2 separate regions of the Mus musculus genome follow, and region 2 is linked to region 1. A link is a contact called in public HiCAR-type data. All regions are on one chromosome and are shown on one strand. Each heading gives the region's core, a stretch centred on a gene start, on an enhancer-like site or on the middle of the called end of the contact. The rest is flanking DNA. Distances are from core to core; before and after follow the strand shown. Region 1 holds the start of Eid1 (EP300 interacting inhibitor of differentiation 1). Region 2 holds the start of Usp8 (ubiquitin specific peptidase 8).

Region 1 (5,437 bases), core at 2,072-4,571:
CCACCCCCCCGTGACTGAGCAGTGTCTTCAAGGTTTACACAAATCTGGATGGTCATTATAGACTGGCCTTGTTAGCCTTGGCTGACAACTCTGATGGTGAATGGGATTCCCATCTTGGATTAAATCTGACTGATAATCTGCTTAGTCTGCTTGTGGGGAACATTCTGCAAGAGAAACGGCAGTGCACACAGGACACACAGATCTCACGATTTTTATGTTAACTGAAAACTTACCAGATGATAACTCAGTGGCTACTAACACCACAGAGGGCTAGCAGTCCTTCTAGTAAGCCTGACCTTTTAAAATCCTGACAGAGGAAACATTTGCCCAAACCACTGTGGGTGTTTTGTTTTGTTTTGTTTTGTTTTCTACCTGATACATGAAGCATTCAACAAATTGCAATATTGAAAAAGACATGAAGTAGTTAATATTCTGCATATGAAAATTCTTAGGACTCACAAAAAGAACTTGTACAAATCTAAACTTACAGGGTCCCCTCCAGAGGCAAATGAAATCGATTGCATTTGGTGATTTGCAATAATCTGGAAAACAAAAGCAAATTAAACATTTTAACACTATAATGTGTTTGATTTGTTTCTACTTACTTAGCATCCCTTTAGAAACTATACTGTCTGCATTCTAAAATAAACTCTTGTTGTTGTTTTGCTATTGGGATTGAAACTGAAGTATTGTGTATCCTAAGGATTTACTCTACCATTAAGTTACGTTCTCTACTCTCATCTGACCCATGGTGCCTTTCTCTCTGCCCTATTCACCTAGGTAGACATACGTTCTAGGTCTAACTATCCAATCAGCAATCTACTCAACACCGCTCTCTAGATACAGCCAATCAGTGTTTTGTGGGAGAAGCTGGAATCAGTAGTAGAAGGAAAAATATCTCTCTCTGCCACTAAGGAACACCCACACTTGCCCAATGGGGCCATCTTTTGCTGTCATGTGAGTGAAGCCTTCTGGAATATAAAAATTTCTTTCCAGAAAAATTGAGAGCTGAGAGTTAAAAAAGCAGACTTGGAAACATGTGTCATCAATTTAACCAGAACATTTCCCCCCTTCCCTTCATACTCTTATTTATTTTTTCTGTTTATAGACTTAGTGTATTTACTTTTGTTTAGTTATTCACTACTATGTATCCAAACACACTAATATTAAGATTTCTAACATGGGGGATAGAGAGGTTGCTCAGAGGTTAAGGACCCTGGTTCCAGTCCCAGTACCAACATGTTGTCTCAAACAACCTGTGACTCTGGTTCCAGAAGATGCAAAGCCCTTTTCTGGCCTCTAGGGGCACAGAACATGTACATAGTACACACAAGTAGGCAAAACACCCACACATAAACCTAAAAACGATTGAAAAACATAAAGACTTCTGATATCACTAGCCAAATAACTGCACTAATTTAACCCAAAATGATTGTTTTATTGGAGATTCTAATTTGTTTGCTTGTGTTTGGAAATCACAGTGCAATAACTGACTTGTATAGGTTTTAAAGGTTAATTAAAATGCCAGCTATGCAACTACCAATGAATCCTGATTGCAGAACTGTGAGGCAGAACCTACGAAGGCTGTACATACAAGACAGCCAAGCAAAACTGCTCCTAGAAGCATACTCAACAATAATTGAATAAAGTTGTGCAACAAGATGTTTCCTTAGGAAATGAAATAACTAGGCTATTTATAATAGCCCTGAATTAGAAGCAATCCTGAAGGTGACTATTGTGATATTCAAATAGTAGACTGCTTAAAATATGACAACATATTTGTTGGGTTAAAAAAGAAGTCAAAACAAAGAATATATCAATACATCGTTTCATTTATCAAAACTGGCAAACTTTTTATTGAACTATTTGCATAAAGTCTGAATTGTGGTTATTCACGAGGCACAAAAAGAGAGAAGAGTGGTTTTCTGGGATCCACGAATGATGCCTTTTCTTCTGGGTAGTAAGTAAACAAATATATGTAGCTTGTGATAATTAAGCCACACACATTACCTGTGCACTTTTCTCTATTAACATTTCAATAAGAACAAAAATCAACATGCAAAGATTATATTCCAATAACAGCTCATGAGAAACTTCATTTAATGGATAAAGAGGAAGATTTCATACAAATATGTTCAAGTATGTAAAACTAGTAAGGATCATGTAACACTTTGGAGAAAAGTTCGCTGAAGAATATAAAAAATGACCATTGGCAAAAATTATATAAGATAAAGAGGAATGCTATGGAGCATTGTCTCTTGGACATGACAGGGCCATTGCATCCACGAATAATAAACTAAAGCTATGGAAAGATTATAAAGATACAATCAAGGCTGGAGAAATGGCTCAGCAGTAAACAGCATCGGCTGCTCACACTAAGGACCAGGGTTCGACTCCCAGTAATCACAGGGCAGTGTACAACTGACTTCGTTTCTAGGAGTTCCAACGCCCTCTTTTGGCCTCTGTAGGCACAATGCACACACGTGGCACACAAACATTACAGACAGGCAAACAAACGCATACACACGAAAGAGAGATCAAATTGATAAAACTTAAGTTTACTTATATTAATTCCATAAAACAATACGTGGTAAGGGTGTGGATATTCTCAAACACTATTGGCTACAGTTTAAGTTTGTAGAGCAACCGTGGCGCGTGATTATCTGTATATATTTAAAATATGTATAGCCTATTTTCCACCTTTCTTTATCCTAGTACTCACACATGTATGTGGTTTAGTTTCCCCATGGTATATACGTGTGGACATACACACAATTTATCTTTGGTTAGGTCAACTTCAATAAATTCAGAAGAAAAAAACCGAAAAGTTAAATTTTCTCAGTGCGCAGGACGGGACTAGTGGGATTTGAAATGGTGAGAGGTAATGGACATGCTGATCACAGGAACGCTGGGGAGGCAGGGAGGTGGAGGAGAGATGGCATCTGTGACAGAAGGCCAGGGCTTTCCATCTAGGCAAAGCAAGCACTTGGCAAGGAACTTAGAGCTGGTCTCCAGGTGGGTCACCAGCGGAAGCATCGCGGGTCCTGAGTGGGTGTGAGGGTGAGGTGGGAGTCCGGGAAACATAGGGGGTGAGGGGTGGGAAGGGAAGAGCTCGCGCCCGCGCCCGCGCCCGCGCACCACGCCCCCCCCCCCCCCCGTGGACCAAGCGGCCTACTCGCCAGCACACGCACGCCATGCTGGCACGCGCACCACGCCCGCCTACCCGTTTGCGCACGTGAAACGTGCTCCGCACGCGCATCACGCATGCCCACTCGCCTGCGCACGCGCCCCCCCCCCCCAGCTCGCGCTCCACGCACGCCCTCTTGCCTGCGCACGCGCACCACGCCCGTTCGCGCGCCCGTCTCTGCAAAAGGTTCCTTTTTTTTTTCCACCTTGGTCGAGTCGCTTCCACCATGGCGGAGATGGCAGAGCTTTGCGAGCTGTACGAAGAAAGCAACGAGTTGCAGATGGACGTGCTGCCCGGCGAGGGCTATATGGAGGTAGGCCGCGGGGCCCGCGGGCCGGCCCCGGAGGAGGGCCCCATGGAGGAGGAGGCCGGGCCGGCCGCCGCCCGCGCCCAGCGCGGTCTGTTCCCCGAGGCTGGCGCGGACCTGGAAGGCGACGAGTTTGATGACTGGGAGGACGACTACGAGTTCCCTGAAGAGGAGCGCTGGAGCGGCGCGATGCACAGGGTGTCCGCCGCCCTGGAGGAAGCCAACAAGGTGTTCCTGCGAACCGCGCGAGCCGGAGATGCCCTGGATGGCGGCTTTCAGGCGCGGTGTGAGAAGAGCCCTTTCGACCAGCTAGCTTTTATCGAAGAGCTGTTTTCGCTGATGGTTGTCAATCGACTGACCGAAGAGCTCGGTTGTGATGAGATCATTGATCGAGAGTAAATGCTGACGAGAGAGGAGGAAACTACCTGAGAGGGAGAGATTCAACATTCTGCTATTTTGGGGTTCATTCCAAATAGTTCTGTGCAAAAAATAAAAACAGTTGGTTTTTGTTTCTCGGAATAGAAGACGGGACAGTGAATGACCATGCATTGTGGAAAAGGAGAATCGAGGAAGGAGGAGTGTTAAACCTGAGAATCGCGAGGAGAAAAAGACCAAATCGTTCCTCTTTGGTCTCACAGGGGCTCAGCAAAAACCTCTGGTTCAGACTGTTGATCGAGATGATTTTCCTTACATTGGAGAAGAGCTTTCTCTGTTAAGCTTTTAAAGATGGTTTGGAAGAGTAAATTGTGACTACCAATACAAGAATCTAATTAAAGAATGGGGGGAAATACATTCCAAGATGTCTTTAATTCGAACTGAAAGGCTATTGAAAAAAAAAAAAACTTTCCAAATTCTTTTTGGTGATTTATACACATCAGTTATCAAAAGCTAAACTTGAGGTTTAAGATTGAGTATTCATCTACCCCACAGAGTAGTCCAAGTAAATGTGGGTATAAATGTAGACGTGTTATCATGTGTGCTGTCATCTTAAAATGTGTTACAAACGCTTCTGGAATTTTGACTGCACATGTATCTTCATGATTTATAAAGCTACTGTGACCTCTAATTTGGAAAAACCCATTGTAATGATTTTCAAAGTAAAGAAAGAAACAGGATGTCTTTTTAAGGTTTTAAGTTCATGCATTAAATAAAATGTATGGGAAAGCCCAAAGACAAACTTTCTAATACCCTTTTATACTAGGGAAATTTCACTTGCTGTTTTGTACCTTGACAGATGGTAAGACTATAACTGAAGTTCATATTGTAAGAACTGTTTGCTAAAATTGTCAAGTAAAAAGAAATCCTGCCTGTATCTATAAAAAGATGTATGAGCTATTATGTTGTCAAACTTTGAAGGTTTTAAACCTACCCAGAAGTCCACCTGGGTGTCTGATATTCATATTCTCTCTCTCCCTCTCTGCCTCTTTCTTCCCCTCCCCCTCCCTTCTTCTAATTATGCTTGTTAATCTTTATGCACCAGCATTGGCGATAATAAATTTTCTTGTTCTGTGTATTTTGCTTTGTCTAATAGCTTTGCATACATGCTTTATACAGGATTCTCTTGCTGTGTGTGCCACGCCTCCATCTTGATATTTAAACATCCAATGCTTACAATGTAAACCAGTATCAAATATCCAAAAAATGGGTTCTGGGATGTTAAAGCAAATTTCAGAGTTTTCTGGAAGACCCGCTCTGTGAATGTGATGCTATGGCTTAATTGATGCTGAAGTTCCTTGAGAAGAAAATGATGTATTAGCACGATGTCCCTGCTGATGCCACCATGGCAACCAATACAGAACAGAGCTGAGACAGTAGGATAACTCCTGGGTTTCTGTGGGGTTGGTTGGTTGGTTTTACAGTCATCTTGTTTGAGAGGCTGCCGAGGTGGTTCAGTGGGTAAAGGTACCTTCTGCCATATAGCCAAGCCTGATGGCCTGAGTTTG
Region 2 (6,227 bases), core at 1,545-4,044, 1.0 Mb after region 1:
AGAAGCAGAACTGCTCAGCTGCTTTGGAGCCTAGAGATTGTCATAGCAACAAAAAAAATAACTAATGGAGCAGTTATGAATCATATGAGTGGAAATAAATTGTAGAGATATTATAATATAATATAATATAATATAATACAATACATAGTGTATTATAGTCTAGTGCTATCTTAAGGAAGGATTCCATCCAAACACATACATGATATACATGTATAAATATTAAATATTTAATTTAAAATATCTTTTTTAGATGCTTCCTTAAAGTATCATTATAGGTTAAAGTTAATAACATTGCCCAATTGTAAAACCACCATATCTCTTATCTGGAGTGGTTGGGACAACAGGAACTTCAGGGCTTTAATTTTTTTTTATTTGGAATATTTTCATATATAATGAAGTATTTTGGAAATAGAACTCCAAGTCCAAATGTAAAGTCTGTATGCTACTCATATACAAACAGATGACTTTATACACTGCTCTTGTCATGCCTATTTGATTGCAACGCCATCACATGGGTCTGGAGATTTTCACTTATGGGTTCACGTTCAACTTCTTGCAATTCCTCCAGCACACCCACTCTTTCCTGCTTCACAGTTTAGACAGCTTTGTCCTGTACATACCCATGTCCTACAATACAATTGAAGGAGCATATTTTCATCCAGTTGTCCCTCCTCGTTAAGATTTCTCATTCCATAAGTATTGAAAAGCTCAAATCTCACCCCAGGATGTTTATTAGTAATCTGGAGATATCTTCAGTCTTTCTGCTTTTACTGCATGGCTCAAATTGGGGATTATCTTGCCATTTCTTGTACCTTATGTTTGGTACCCGTTGACCCACACATCTACTTCTTCCTCCATTTACACAGAAACTCATGCAAATGATTTGTGATTTCTAGCAAAATCAGCAGCTGAGATGTTAGTGAAGGAGGAAGAATTCTGTTTGCTAGGAGTGGGACGAGATAGAACCAGAATTACATCAATGCAAATAAAATAACTATAGGTATGGGTTGGAGAGATGGCTCAAGAGCTAAGAGCTCTTGCTGCTCTTCAAGGGGACAAAGGTTCAGCTCCCAGCACCCATGTTGGGTGGTTCACAACTAACATGGCCTCAGAAGGCATCACATGCATAAATACATAAAATTGTTTAAAAAACTGTAGGTGAATATTAAAAAGCAGTATTTGTTAAAAGCGTTTCTGGGACCTCATCTTCAGAGATTAAAAAAAAATATTGTTCTCTGGGAGGGGAAGCACATGGAGATCAAAAGACAACTCGTGTGTGTGTGTGTGTGTGTGTGTGTATACAACTCACGTGTGTGTGAGTATGTGTGTGTGTGGACAACTCACGTGTGTGAGTGAGTGTGCATGAGTGTGTGTGTGTGTGTGTGTGGACAACTCACATGTGTGTATACAACTCATGTGTGTGCGTGAGTGTGTGTGTGTGTGTGTGTTTTCCAGGAATCAAACTCAGATTGCCAAGTTTACCTGGTAAGGACTTCACGCATCTTGTTGGGCTCAGAGAAAATTTTCACTGATACACTCCAATGATGTCTCTCTTCCTTTCAGTCCTACCTCCTTCCAATTGTCAGAGCACCCCAAAATGTTCTCCATGTGTTTTATACTTATTCTCACATTCAGCTCTAAGTTTTTCTTTCCTTACTCAATTCCACAAAGCTGAGCAGAGAAAAAACATTTTCCTAAAATAATCCATCCTCAAAAAAACAATTTCTTCCTTAATTATGAGGGGGAAAAAAAAAACATTTGAGGCTTTTATCCAGTAGTTCCCAGCATTGCACGGTATCAAATCACACCAGTCTTTACTTGTCTAGGGAGAACAAATAGTATATAATTTAGTGTTGATTTTTTAAAGGAGAAATGCAAGATTTTGTTTGTTTGGTTGGTTTGGTTTTTCGAGACAGGGTTTCTCTGTGTAGCCCTGGCTGTCCTGGAACTCACTCTGTAGACCAGGCTGGCCTCGAACTCAGAAATCCGTCTGTCTCTGCCTCCCAAGTGCTGGGACTAAAGGCGTGTGCCACCACCGCCCAGCACAAGAATACCTTTGCATGTAGCTAATTGTAATGGAAACGAAACTAAGGTTTATTTTAAAGGTTGGTAGACTGGATGCTTACTACTCTTTAACGTTTAATGGCAGCCTATCTGCTAAGTATTTTCATTTTATATACTTAGTAGAGCTGTGCTTTTAGATTTGACATGCATTAAAAAGTTGGACTGTCCCAACGGATTTAGTGACCAGGGAAAACAACTCCACTCTTAAGCAATTTTTATGTCCACGAGTAGCCCATCTTTTCTCCACAAGACAACTCTCCAAAGAGTTCAAACCCCAGCTTTGTAAGACTGGTCCTTTTGGAAATGTTGACGGTGTTTGTGCAATGTGTTTTCCAAACACGTCTGTTCTTTAACCAGAGGCTTGGCTTTGGAGAATGTTTATTCCCAAGTTTTAGAAGGTATCAATCCTCTCCCCGTATTTTCCCCCTAATGTCCGATCTGACGGGAAAAATGCACTATTGAGAGGCGCCAAAATATCCTCGATTCCTCCGTGGACAGCTCCAAGTCACAATGTGACACAATCTGAACTGACTTCCACCCGGAAAAGAGACGCGCGAGGACACCGGAAGCGCAGCACGCGCGCTTCCGTCCCGCACCAGCTCAAACTGTCCTTCCGACGCATGCTCAGGCCGGTTCGGCGCTCACCCTTCCGGAGAGGGCCGCCCTGATGTCCCTCCCTACGGGACAGAAAGGCGGAGTTACAGGGTTCACTGGAAGCTCCGCCCTCGCCGTGACGTTTCGAGACGCGACCCGTCGCCACGCAATGCGAATCGGGAAGAGGGGATGAGCTGCGCTGCCGTGCGTCTGAGAGCGAAGGCTCGTTCTCCTTCTGGTGGTGGGCGATGGGCGTCAGGCGAGGAGGCCGGTGTTAGCGGAGCGCGGGCGCTGCGGTGAGTGCGGCCTGGCTCCGGCCCCGGTTCCTGGGGAAGGCGTCCTCCAGCTGCTGGTCATCCGGGAGACGAGCCCTGTCCGCGGAGGGGTGGGACAACCCCAGACAACTGGCTGGTCCAGGGAGGGCCCGACTCTTGGTCGCTCCCGTCCCCCTCCTACGGTGCCCAGCGAGTTTGATGTAGTTTGCCGGTCTCAGAGGGTGGCCTTGACCAGTTCTCCTTTCTGTTGGACACTAGACCCAACTTTGGACTCCTTCCTTTTGCTTCCTTTTTTCTCATTTTGTGCTACCTACAACCCCAGGCCTTAATACGACCATTTGTCATGTTTTCCCTATTCCCCTTTACCCGGGTCACGCATGTTTTCAGTGAAGTACAAAAATTGAGTTAAGTAAACTCACCACACTTAAAACTTCTTCAAAGAGGGCATTTTCTTTTCTTAAAAATGTTTCTTCGTTTGTAGACTTGTGGCACTGACAAGTTCCCTTCACATCTGATGTACCGAGAGAGTTGTCAACCCCAAATCACAATGATATTCCTTTACCCACAAAGCTGCAGACCCTGTTCCTATGTTTTGTTCTTGCTTTCTGCCTATGACCTTGAGTCAGTCATTCAAGAAATATTTACGTGACTCACAGAGGTGTTGCAGAATCTAAGGAGTTTCATATTTATTAAAAAGCTCTAGGGTTTCGGATCAAAACGATGCCTAGCTAAAGGGTGTAATTCTTGGTTGTTCCCCGCCACCACCCACAAGGTCTTACTATGTAAACAGGACTTGTCTCAAACTCACTGAAACCTTCCTCCCTTGGCTCCAGAGATGGATAAAACTGCATCAAGCACCACTCCTGGCAAGGGTATTCTTTTTAAATCTTAGAGTATTCTTAGTTGTGTATATTATCCTACTTCATTAAAAATTCCATGTGTTATTTTTTGGTTTTGGTGGCTTTATTCTCTTTCTTTTTTTCTTACTTTCTTTCTTTTTTTTCTCGAGACAGTTTGTCTGTGCAGCCATAGCTATTATGGAACTCACTCTAAACCACGATTGCCCTTGATCTCAAAGTTCTGCCTGCCTTTGCCTCCCGAGTGCTGCCCACCACTGCCAGGCTCGGTGTATTGTTGGTGGTGGTAGTTTTTGGTTTTTGTTTCTGTTTTAAAGATATCTGCTTTTTTTTTAGTATTTCACTCTTTCTGTTTAAGACTCCCTGGTGAAAGTCAATCATGTTGGATTTAGGTAGTTTCTCATCTATAGAGCACTGGCCTAATTAAGGTGCTGTTGGCTGTATGTATGCTTATTTAAGAATATGAATTAGTATATAACTTAATTATGCCACTGTATCACTGTTGATCCTAAAATGTATATTCCTGCTCTTTTGCCCAGATATTGGGCATTGCACGGATCTTGCAGTAGTAATGTAAGCCTGTGAGGAATGAATAATGAATAGCTTGTGACTTGTAGTTTTTGAGATAACAATGGATAAGATAAACTAACAAAAATATTTAAGGTTTTCTTTTTATTCTTTAACTTGTTGATTTATTTACTTGAGCCTTATTAATCATCCTGATCTTTTGTTGATAAGAATGGAACCGAATCCAGATGGCTTTGTAAACCAGTTGTAATGTAAAGCCAACACATCAAATTTTATTCATTATATACTTAGCATCCTGATTTTCTTTCTTTTTTTTTTTTTTTTTTTTTTTTTTTTGGTGGTTCTGCAAACATCTTTACTAAACAGTTCCTTCCAGGGTAACAGGACTTAGCCACAGGGCCACAGCCAGGCAATACACCAACATCCCCAATAGCTCAGTTTGAACATAGCACGACAGGCTGCCCGTGGCCAGCAGGAGACAGAGGAGGGCAGGCTCCAGCGGTCACTTCTCTAGGGGTGCATAGTTCAGCAGCTTCTCAATCAGGTCCACGTGTGCTAGCAGCATGCGGCGGCAGCAGTAGCGCTTTAGGCCCAGAGCGTCCAGGGCATCCCCCTCCGTGTACTTGGCCTGCAGCAGACCCAGGTAGGCTTCCCATTTGTTGCCGACGATCTTCCCGCAGGTGAAGCAGCGCACCGGGATGATCATGGCGGCGTCTGACATCCTGATTTTCTAAAGGGAAGATTTATTTTGCCCCACAGTTTCGGAGACTTCTGCCCAAGCTTAATTGGCTCCATTACTTTGCATCTGAGGTGAAGTGCAGTCCCCTGTTAGCAAGGGTGTGTAAAGGAGACTGTTTGCCTCGGAGCGGTCAGGAAGCAGGGAGGAGTCTTGCATTTTATCTTGTTATAAAATCCAACTTTGTTCACCTGGATAGTTGCTGATGGTTGCAGCTGGAAATGATAACTGGCATGTCCACATCCAGTCTCTTTGTGTGGATTAAACTTCTCATGGCATGTGTGTTGGGCTCCATGACCACACTTGAGGCAGAAAGTAGAAGCTTTCAGTCTCTGAAAAGCCTGTATCAAGAAATTGGCACATTACTTCTAGTAATATTCTACTGGTTAGAGCAATCAAGGCGCCCTCCCCATCAGCTGATAGATTTATACTATTTTTGTGTTTATGTGTGTTTGGTGCTAGGACACCCAGGGCATGGCACATACATATCCTATCACCCATGGCCTGACTCCTACCTTTTAAAGCAAAAGGCTCTCAAAAACTACTTTATAGGCTCCCAACATGTGTGTGACCACTGTACACAGGTATATAACACACAAACACTGCATGCATTTTGTATGTATCAAATACTCTGTAGCAAATGTAATCTAACCACACATAATTGCTCTTAGAAACTGGGGTACTTTCTTCCTTCCCTTCCTCCTTCTTTTCCTTAGCATTCTAATATTTATTCATGTCCCTTAGAGTTCTTCTCTTCCTTGTTTAGCATTACGCTTTCCTTCATTGCAGAGATGTCTGTTCTTTTCTGAGTCTGTCTTCCCATAGAATGCCTAGTTTGAGGCCTTAAGTGAAATATCAGCTGTCAAAAAAGTAAAGCTTCAATTTCTTGGTGATTTATTCTCTTAATGTTAGTTATTAGTATGTGATGTCTATACACTTTTGATTGTGTGTATTTGTTTATATTTTTTGAAAGTGTCTTACCATGACCAAGATTGACCTCTAACTCCTGGGCTTAAGAGATTCTCCTGCCTCAGGCTCCCCAGGTAGCTGGAATTGCAGATGCATGCCACTGTACTCAATGGCTGATGTCTGTGTTTTAAAGAGAATTGTATATGTTTTAAAATATACTACATAAAAGCAGGATAAATAAAATAGTTATAAAATGTCCCTCCC

Evidence for each region. HiCAR-type assays count read pairs that join an accessible place to other places.
Region 2: a HiCAR-type map of astrocytes shows a contact between it and region 1, with 2.2 times the contacts expected there. The contact joins the promoter of Usp8 here to the promoter of Eid1 in region 1. A contact is called at or near these places in 2 of 39 promoter capture datasets (hippocampal neurons and pre-B cells) and 1 of 115 datasets of contacts at active chromatin or transcription factors (astrocytes).

The regions. Positions count from the first base shown.
Region 1 is chr2:125,669,779-125,675,215 of GRCm38.p6, forward strand. It overlaps Eid1 (EP300 interacting inhibitor of differentiation 1), which reads left to right and starts at 3,322. Exons shown (of 1, transcript NM_025613.3): 1 at 3,322-5,437. The coding sequence starts at 3,414. The coding sequence ends at 3,893. Shc4 (SHC (Src homology 2 domain containing) family, member 4) reads right to left here. Exons shown (of 12, transcript NM_199022.2): 5 at 489-542.
Region 2 is chr2:126,704,534-126,710,760 of GRCm38.p6, forward strand. Usp8 (ubiquitin specific peptidase 8) reads left to right here and starts at 2,795. Exons shown (of 19, transcript NM_019729.3): 1 at 2,795-2,954. It also overlaps the pseudogene Gm10774.